Linked DNA regions of Zea mays: all the other regions are linked to region 1. Evidence: chromatin contacts called from public Hi-C data. All regions are on one chromosome and are shown on one strand. The core of a region is the stretch at or near the end of the contact, and the rest is flanking DNA. Distances in the headings are between cores, read along the strand shown.

Region 1 (2,700 bases), core at 190-2,689:
AGGCCGCTGGCAGGGCGCAACATGACGAGCCACACAAAGCCCCTGGACATGAAGCCCAAATGATGGTGCTTGAGCCCCACGCTGCCCACGCCACCCGTCATAAATAATATGGCACGACCCACACGTGGCTTAACCTCGGGTAAAACACTTGTTTTACCACCGCACGGTGGTTCCACCTGAGGAAGCCACCGCTGGTTGACCCTTTACTTGGCCAATAAAAGAAAGAGGTTGTCTCCCAAATGAATGGACGGACACAAGGGATGTACACACAAGCAATAGACGGACCCCGTACGAGAAGACGACGGAACGACGACCAGGAGGAGGACGCACCGACGAGGACCGAGAGACCGGAACCCCGCCGCCAACCTAAGACTTAGTTAGGACTCCACTTTGTAATCCTTAGCTCCACCTCCACTGCAATAAGAGACTTAGGAGCCTCTCCTCCCTCTGTCGTCCGCTTGTAACCCTTACTACGAGTTTTGATCATCAATGGTGCCGGTAGCGCAAGCTGTCGATGACTGGAAATAGGGATGTTCTGCCCGAACCAGTATAAAATCCTTTGCTCATCACGCACACTGTCCGGAGACCGAAACGTGTATAATAAATTTACTTATCAGAGTGATGTTCGAAACATCGATAACTGCCCTCACGGGTGATTGCATCTCTATTGACTCATCACCATGCCCTCCGTCTAGGACCACACAATGCAAAATGTCGTGGAGGTAGGAGCTTCTAAATCGCAACAGAACTTATGAAGCGTACACAAAAATAAACTAGTATAAAAATTTTTAAAAATTAAAGTAGATATATGATTCACATGTCAGATATTAAATCGTAGATACTACATTTTTCTTGGCAAAAAGATCAACAAATGTATGAGTTGAAAAAAAGACTTGCCTCTTTTTATAGTTAGCTCGATCGCTCATTCTTCTATACCTAGCGATGTGAAACTTTTCAGAGCGTTGCGTTGATGTCACTTCATGTCATGTTGGGCCCGTGTTTTTTCTCGCTACCCAAGTTAACGACCCAATTAGATTAAAAAGTGCTATAAGTTTGATTTCACTCAAATTCTAAGAATCAATATCCACAACGTTTGGATCTTTGGATTTTAGTATTGGATAATGTGCCAACTCTCCAATATCTCCAATTATCAAGAATGAAATAGATTCCGGATTTTGCTTTGGATAAAGTGTCACCTCTGTATTATAATATGTCCAAAATCTATTGAAACCAAATAGGACCTGAGTAGAGAGAAATCATGCCGACTGTAACAAAATTCTCCGTCATTGCGTGAAGACAGCATCACGTGTTCGTGTTCGGCTGCAAAAGGCCAGGGGGCCCGGGTGTCATACTCACCAACCCGCTGATCCACGGCATCGTTCATCCGCCACATCCGCACAGCGGCACAGGCGAAATCCTTAAGCTCACCCAGGAACGAACTCCCCGTCTTCCTCCCCACACACATCCGCTCCGCTCCGCCCACCAAAGCAAAAGCAACCCAGCCCGAGCCTCCCCCAATTTCCCTTCTCTTCCCCGGCGACGTCCCCACTCCCCACGCCAACCGCCCTGGCCCAGATCGACGCTGCTCCTCCAGTGCCCCACGCCACCTCCCCCGCTCCCGCGTACCGTCGCCTGCGCTGAACCCTCTTCATTCCGTGCCGCGGGGTATCCGCCCCACTGTACCAGTGTACCTCTAGTGTTTAATGCTGGTGGTGTGGCGCACGCGCGCGCAAGAGGGTGTGTGTAAATAGTCTAGGGGCAGAGCATGAGGGCGGGTTCGAAGAGGCGGGCCACCGGGGCTCAAAACCCTAGCCTCGAGTCCGACGAGGAGGAGGCGCGGCAGGTCAAGGGGGAGCTTGCTGACGACCTCAACGGATACCCTGCGGAGGAGGATGAGGACGAGGTGGTCGTGGAGGACGATGAGGTGGCCATCCCCTCCGACGACGACGAGGACGGTGGCGGCGGGGACACCGTCTTCGTCCCCAACACGCTGGAGGAGGCCCTCGTGCCGCGGGTTGGCATGGTGTTCGACTCCGTGGACGAGGCCTTCGCGCTATACAAGGCCTACGCCTACCGCACGGGGTTCCATGCCGTGCGCCGCACTTGCCACAACTACGAAGGACTCCGCTACCGCTCCACCTTCACCTGCACTTACGGCGGCAAATCTGGGACTAGCGCTGGCTCCTCTGTTGTCTCAGGTACCCGCTACCCACTCCGCAGCAAGCGGGAGTTGACTGCCAAGGAGAAGAAGTCTCACCGTGGCACCACCGAGAAGACGGGATGTAGGGCAATGCTGATCATTCGGGATAAGCGTGTGGATGGAAGGTGGAAGGTAGAGTCTGTCGACTTGGAGCATAATCATCCTTGTACTCCAGATATGGTGAGGTTCTTAAAGGCGTACAGAGAGATGCCTGAGCCAACAAAGAAGAAGGCCAAGATTACGGATGAGATGGATGAGATGGTGGAGAAATCGCTGAGCGAGATTGCTGAGACAAGGAAGTTTCCGACACGACCCAAGAGGGGTGCTAACGTTGGGTCTGCTGTTGGTAGCCAGAGGTTGAGTAGGCTCGAGAGTTTTATGCAGCGTTTCGGGGAGGATGACCTCAACTCACTTAAGAAGTTCATTGACAAGATGCAACACAGAAAACCAAACTTCATCCACAGCTGGGATCTTGATCCGGAAAGTCATGTGAAGAATTT
Region 2 (2,700 bases), core at 172-2,671, 130 kb before region 1:
CAATCCAGAAACAGCTAAAAGCCACGATAATAATGACAACAGATCAATGCATACAAAAAAAAACAAGGCTGGTCAGTCCGCGCTTTACCTAAAGTTCTCCAAGGTCAGAAGCTGTGTGATCTCCTTAAACAACTCCTCATTAAAGGATGCAAATACCTTAAGGTCCTTGACCAAGATTTCAACAGCCTTTGACCGATCATGCCTGATAGGTAAGCAAAAAAAAACCTGGTCAGAAAGGCACACCACTCGAGCACCACAAACAACGCTGCACAACACCCTCCACTTACTTATCAAGAGCCTCGAGATACTTCTGTTTGCGGATCTCAAAGAATATCTTCATGGAGTAGCGGTTATCGTCGACCTTTGTGAATCCACCAAGGTAGCGCTCCACCTCATCCCAATTCCCATTGACGACCTCGTCCTCAAAGTACTTCATGTTGAAATAGAATCCGGACTCCTGCTCAAGCCTAAACAGCAACAAGAACGCGAACTGAGCGAGAAATGGACACTAAAGACAGGTCATTTTCATCTTTGGTTCAAATCACACACTTGTGGACGGTCTCTTTGAATTTCTCCTCATCGAGGAACTGCAGAATGAGGAAGACCAGCTCCCGGCTGAGCGACGACATCCTCCCTCCTCCGCCTCACCCACGTGGAGGCGGATGCTCCTAGGGTCACCCTATGGGGTCTCTGTACAGTACCAGGACGGAGTCAGTGTAGAGCTCCCCCGACTTCTCCCCCATGGATTAGAATTTGATTGCCCACGGCGAGCAAGAGATCTCCCACGATAAATAAATCTCAGGGGGGGAAACATCGAAGCAAAGTTAGGGTTCCTTACCGCAACCCTAGGTCCAGTCGGATCGCCGCCCCACTCCTATGCAGTGGAAACCGACGCCTCAGGGGCGAGGCAAAGGGCGGCCAGCGGAAGGGGAAGCTGGCGGCGGGGTCGCCGGCGACGAAGCGAACGAGGAGCAGAGAGAGAAGATGCGGTGCGATCGAGTCTTTGAGGTCTAGCGCAGGTCCAGGTCTGCCTGACATGGTGAGCCCGAAAGCCCAGAACGGTTATTAGTACTAATAGCTTTCCCAATAAATGTCTTCCGTCCATGGCAGAGTGAGAAAAAACAAAGCCATGGCAGCCTTCTGAGCAGAAACTTCAAAATAAAACATCGATATTGTCCGAAGCTTGGACTGGGAAAGAGCACGGAACTCCGCATAACCGCATAAATATTTTGCCCTAATTTTCACTCGGCTTCAGATCTGTGAAATAAAAACAGACAAAATCTACATGCATCTAAAAATAGACGGGGAATCATGGCTATCACCTAGGAAGCTCTCGATCGATCCGATCTCGCCCTGGGAACGACTGCCGGGCCGAGTTGTTTACTACGGAACCGCCTGGTAGAGGGAGATAATCACACCACCGAACCAGGTTGAGGAGTAGAAACTGTTAGGACACCGAGTTGAGCGATAATTTATACTGCTAGGATATGAGACAGTCTGATATGTGCGCTGACTTATCAATCTGCTTATCTAGTTATTGCCTGTGATAAGTCAAGTTGGAGAGAGTGGTAGGGCGCGCGGGGGCTATGGACATTGACGCGGCCACGCGGGGGAATGCCCGAATCCAGTGGTGGCTGTGGCCGTGGCTGAATTTCAGGCTCGCGATTGAGAGGCACTGTATCGGACTCGACCCATCCGCTTGCTGCGTATGCACGATAGTGTTTCTTAGTTAAGAAAAATTAATAATAGATTATGAATAAGTTTAAAAATAGTATTTTATGATTGTAATGATTATATGAGGAGAATTTAAGAGCGATGCACGAAAGAAAAAGTATGAGTGAAATCTAGGTGACGTAACTGTACATTGTATTTTAAGGGAAAAAAGAGGAGAACGTTGTGATCAATCTAATGAAGATAAAGATTTTTCTCAACCGGAGAAGAATGATTTGGTTTCAAAAGGATCCGAAAGGCAATTTTTTCAAAAGGATACGAGAGACATTTTCACACTTAACATCGGTGACTTTGGAAGCTATAGAATAATTATTCCGTCATAGCAATTAAAAAAAAGGCTCAATCCACGTTCGATCTCTATTGCGTCCAAACGGATCTAAACGATAAGATATGTTTATCTTCTTCTTCCTCGAGACGACTGGGGAGGGGTACGCAACTGATGAAGAACATTGTTGAGACAAAAGTGATCATCGTTGCCAGCTTAAGCTACAAGCAATTGATGAAGAACAGGGTTAAGTTTGTTAGAAGCAACCACATGTCAAAGATTTTCGCTTAACAACAACACTAGTGCACTAGCAAACAGCTACTGAGATGTGAGTTGTGACATTAATTGGGATTGTTGTTCTTCTACACCAATACAGTCTAATTGGCGAAGAAATAAGAACAATGATGACTAATAACAACGGCAAAAAGATTTGTTTACCTGGAGCAATGTATAAGTATCCATAAGAACCAGCAATGTGTGCACATGGTGTTTCCTTACTGTTAAAGCCGGATGGAAATGGGCCCAACGAGGCTATCCATGTCTTCACAATTACATGCATGCATTCGTTCATCCACCTACGGCTTCTATCGTACCAACACATCCCGTCTCTAGATACTTCTAGCTGACATTTGGTCTTCGTTTCGTCTACTTGCTTGGGAGGACCCTCGCTTCCTTCGCCTCTCTAGGTTTGCAGTCGACACTCT
Region 3 (2,700 bases), core at 181-2,680, 210 kb before region 1:
GGGAGACAGTGGCGGAGCTAGGGGCATTTGTTGGTGTCATCTGACACCGATGGATTTTGTAAAACCAATAGAGAAACATTATAATATACTGCTTTATAGTTACATGATCCTATACTCTAATGGCGATGAGACCGGTAACGTTCTTAGCTAGCTTCGCCCTTGTCGGGAGATGAATCCAAACAAATGGCATGTACTTGGTTGGGAAGATGGTGAGAATGCAAGCAATCTCGCTGAGAAGCTACGGAAAACAGGGGGCAATTCCAGCCCAGACTCTTAGTATCCCGGAAAATTAAATAATGCTGATCGCATAGAGTCATTAATTTGGCCGAAGCACACAGCCTGCACTTAGCTCAGATGTACAAAAAAAATTATCGCTTGAGCATCTCCAACAATGCCTCAAACTGGTGCCTCAAATTGAAATATGAGGCTCTACGCAGGAAAAACTACTCCGGCAGTGCCTCATTTTATAAAATTTGGTCAAAAAAATTATAGTGCACCCTCTCGAGTGCCTCAAATATACTACACCGTAGTGGACTGCCCTATAATCTAGATTTGAGGCTTTACTGTTGGAGCGGAATGTTTTGTTGGTACTCTAAATTCTATAAAATATACTTACTTTAAAATTTAGGGTATTTTTATAGGTCACGTTGTTGGAGATGCTCAAAGCATCTCCAACAATGCCTTAAATTGGTGTCTCAAATTGAAATGTGGGGCTCTACACAGGAAAAACTACTCTAACAGTGTCTCATTTTATAAAATTTAGTCAATAAATTATAAGACACCCTCTCAAGTGCCTCGGGTATACTACACCGTAATGAGTTGCCTTGTAATCTAGATTGAAGGTTTTACTATTGGAACAGAAAGTTTTATTGAAGCCCTAAATTCTATAAAATATACTCAATTTTAAATTAATTGACATTTTTATAGGTCGCTGGAGATGCTTAGCCAACCAAATTCACCGCCACTGCTACAATTCCAAGGACAACCCTAGGGCGACGGCACGGAAATCAACCCTCCCAATTCATGAAAAATAGCGCCGGAATCAAAAAGTAACCTAGGCAAGGGGGGCGAGGCCTGACCTGCATGATCTCGCGGAGGCGGTATTCGACGTCAGGGGCGAGCGCGACGGCGACATCGGCACCGAGGCTGGGGATGCCGACGCTCTGAGCGATGACCTCGATCGTCTCCTTGGGCACGATGCTCATTGCGCTCCTCTCGGCCCCTAATTCCCTTAACCCTAGTTTAGCTATCTCCCTCTCGATTCTTCTCCCCAAACAAAGGGTATGTTTGGGACTTCTCTAAACCACCACTTGGAATCTATGGCCTCCACCACAGCAATTTTTTATTAGAAACAAAGTGAGTACAAGCGTGGCGTTTGGGAGACCGCTTACAGGAGACGCTCCGCATCCACTACTCTTCTCCCGGATGTGTGTGTGTGGGTGGGGGGGGGGGGGGGGGGGGGGGGGGGGGGGGGGCGGAGGCGCGGGAGGCCGCAAGGAGGAGGAGGAGACGCTCGCGCACTGGCGACGACGAGGATACCGCGCTGGCGTCGGAAAGGAAGAAGAGCTCGCGCGGGCGCCGGAGACGAGCAAGCTGCAAGCGCGACAAGGCAAAGGTATACATGTCCAAACCGGTCGGGCCTAACGGGCAGCCCCAAGCACGGCGCGGGTTAGGCCCGACCCGTACACGGCACGGTATACGACGGGCTCGGGCCGGCCTGGCACGACACCCAGGCCGTGCTTGGGCCTGAGTCGGGGCACGTCGTGCTGAGCCCGAGCACGGCCCGTTTAAGCATTCGGCCCATTCTAGACCCGGCCTCACATCAAAATATCTATCCCCGTCTCCGACTCCCCGTTACCCACTGCCGCACATTCCAGTCTTCCACATTTCCGTCTCCTCTCTCGGTCGGCCCTCGCCTTCTCCGTCACACTCGCGGACTCGCCCTCTCTGGATCTCCTTTGTGGACGCTCCGGTGGCTCCGTGGATCCGTGCTTTGTGCTCGTCGGCCGTCGACCGTCGTGTTCCTCTTGCTCCGGTGAGCCGACATAGCCCCTGTCTGTAAGTTCGACTACTTCTCGGCTTCTCCTAACCCTAAACCTAAACTGGTGAGTGTTGGTCGTCGGTGACTTTTCGGTGCTCTTGCGATTTGTTCTTAGATCTCTTGTTTCCTCTCGCCCTCTCCGTCTCGCTTCTTCGCTTAGGGTTTGTGCCTCCCCGAATCTGTGCGACTGTGCGTGCCTCTCCGGCTCTCCGTCTCGCTTCTTTGTTCTGATCTGCTCTGCCTACACTCATCCAATCCTCCTTGACCTCAAACAACATCAGCTCTGCCCCTCTGGTTGCCCCTCGTCGACGACTCCGGTGCTCCGGCCACTCAGGTGAAGTTCTATTTTCCTAGATCTACTACCATTGTGCTCTTGATTTTGATATTTTGTATTTTATTTCTACGATTTGAAGGTCGTTGAGGAACCGGTGACGTCGTTGAGGAGACGATCAAGTATCCCTCCATCTCCATGGATCTTGATCCGGACGCCGAGGCGACGGAGCGTGAGCTTGAGGATCACAACGAGCGTTTGGATGAGTTGGCCTTGTTTGGGATTGGCACTGCCACTGGCAGCAATGTTGATCCCGTAGATGTTGATGCGGTGCCTGTGACTGCCTCCTCGAGCCCCACTGCCACTGGTGGTAGCACTGCCCATGACA

Evidence for each region. Hi-C and Micro-C count contacts between places; a contact is called where the count stands out from the background.
Region 2: a Hi-C map of endosperm shows a contact between it and region 1, with 4 times the contacts expected there. The contact joins the promoter of LOC100193888 here to the promoter of LOC100193384 in region 1. A contact is called at or near these places in 7 of 25 Hi-C or Micro-C datasets (ear, endosperm, leaf and 2 more).
Region 3: a Hi-C map of tassel shows a contact between it and region 1, with 2.6 times the contacts expected there. The contact joins the promoter of LOC100217288 here to the promoter of LOC100193384 in region 1. A contact is called at or near these places in 2 of 25 Hi-C or Micro-C datasets (endosperm and tassel).

Annotation. Positions count from the first base shown.
Region 1 is chr9:147,990,435-147,993,134 of Zm-B73-REFERENCE-NAM-5.0, reverse strand. It overlaps LOC100193384, which reads left to right and starts at 1,439. Exons shown (of 1, transcript NM_001138513.2): 1 at 1,439-2,700. The coding sequence starts at 1,766.
Region 2 is chr9:148,118,619-148,121,318 of Zm-B73-REFERENCE-NAM-5.0, reverse strand. LOC100193888 reads right to left here and starts at 1,421. Exons shown (of 28, transcript NM_001358897.1): 1 at 1,323-1,421; 2 at 839-1,027; 3 at 550-690; 4 at 288-467; 5 at 89-202. The coding sequence starts at 629.
Region 3 is chr9:148,195,740-148,198,439 of Zm-B73-REFERENCE-NAM-5.0, reverse strand. LOC100217288 reads right to left here and starts at 1,430. Exons shown (of 12, transcript NM_001348793.1): 1 at 1,080-1,430. The coding sequence starts at 1,205.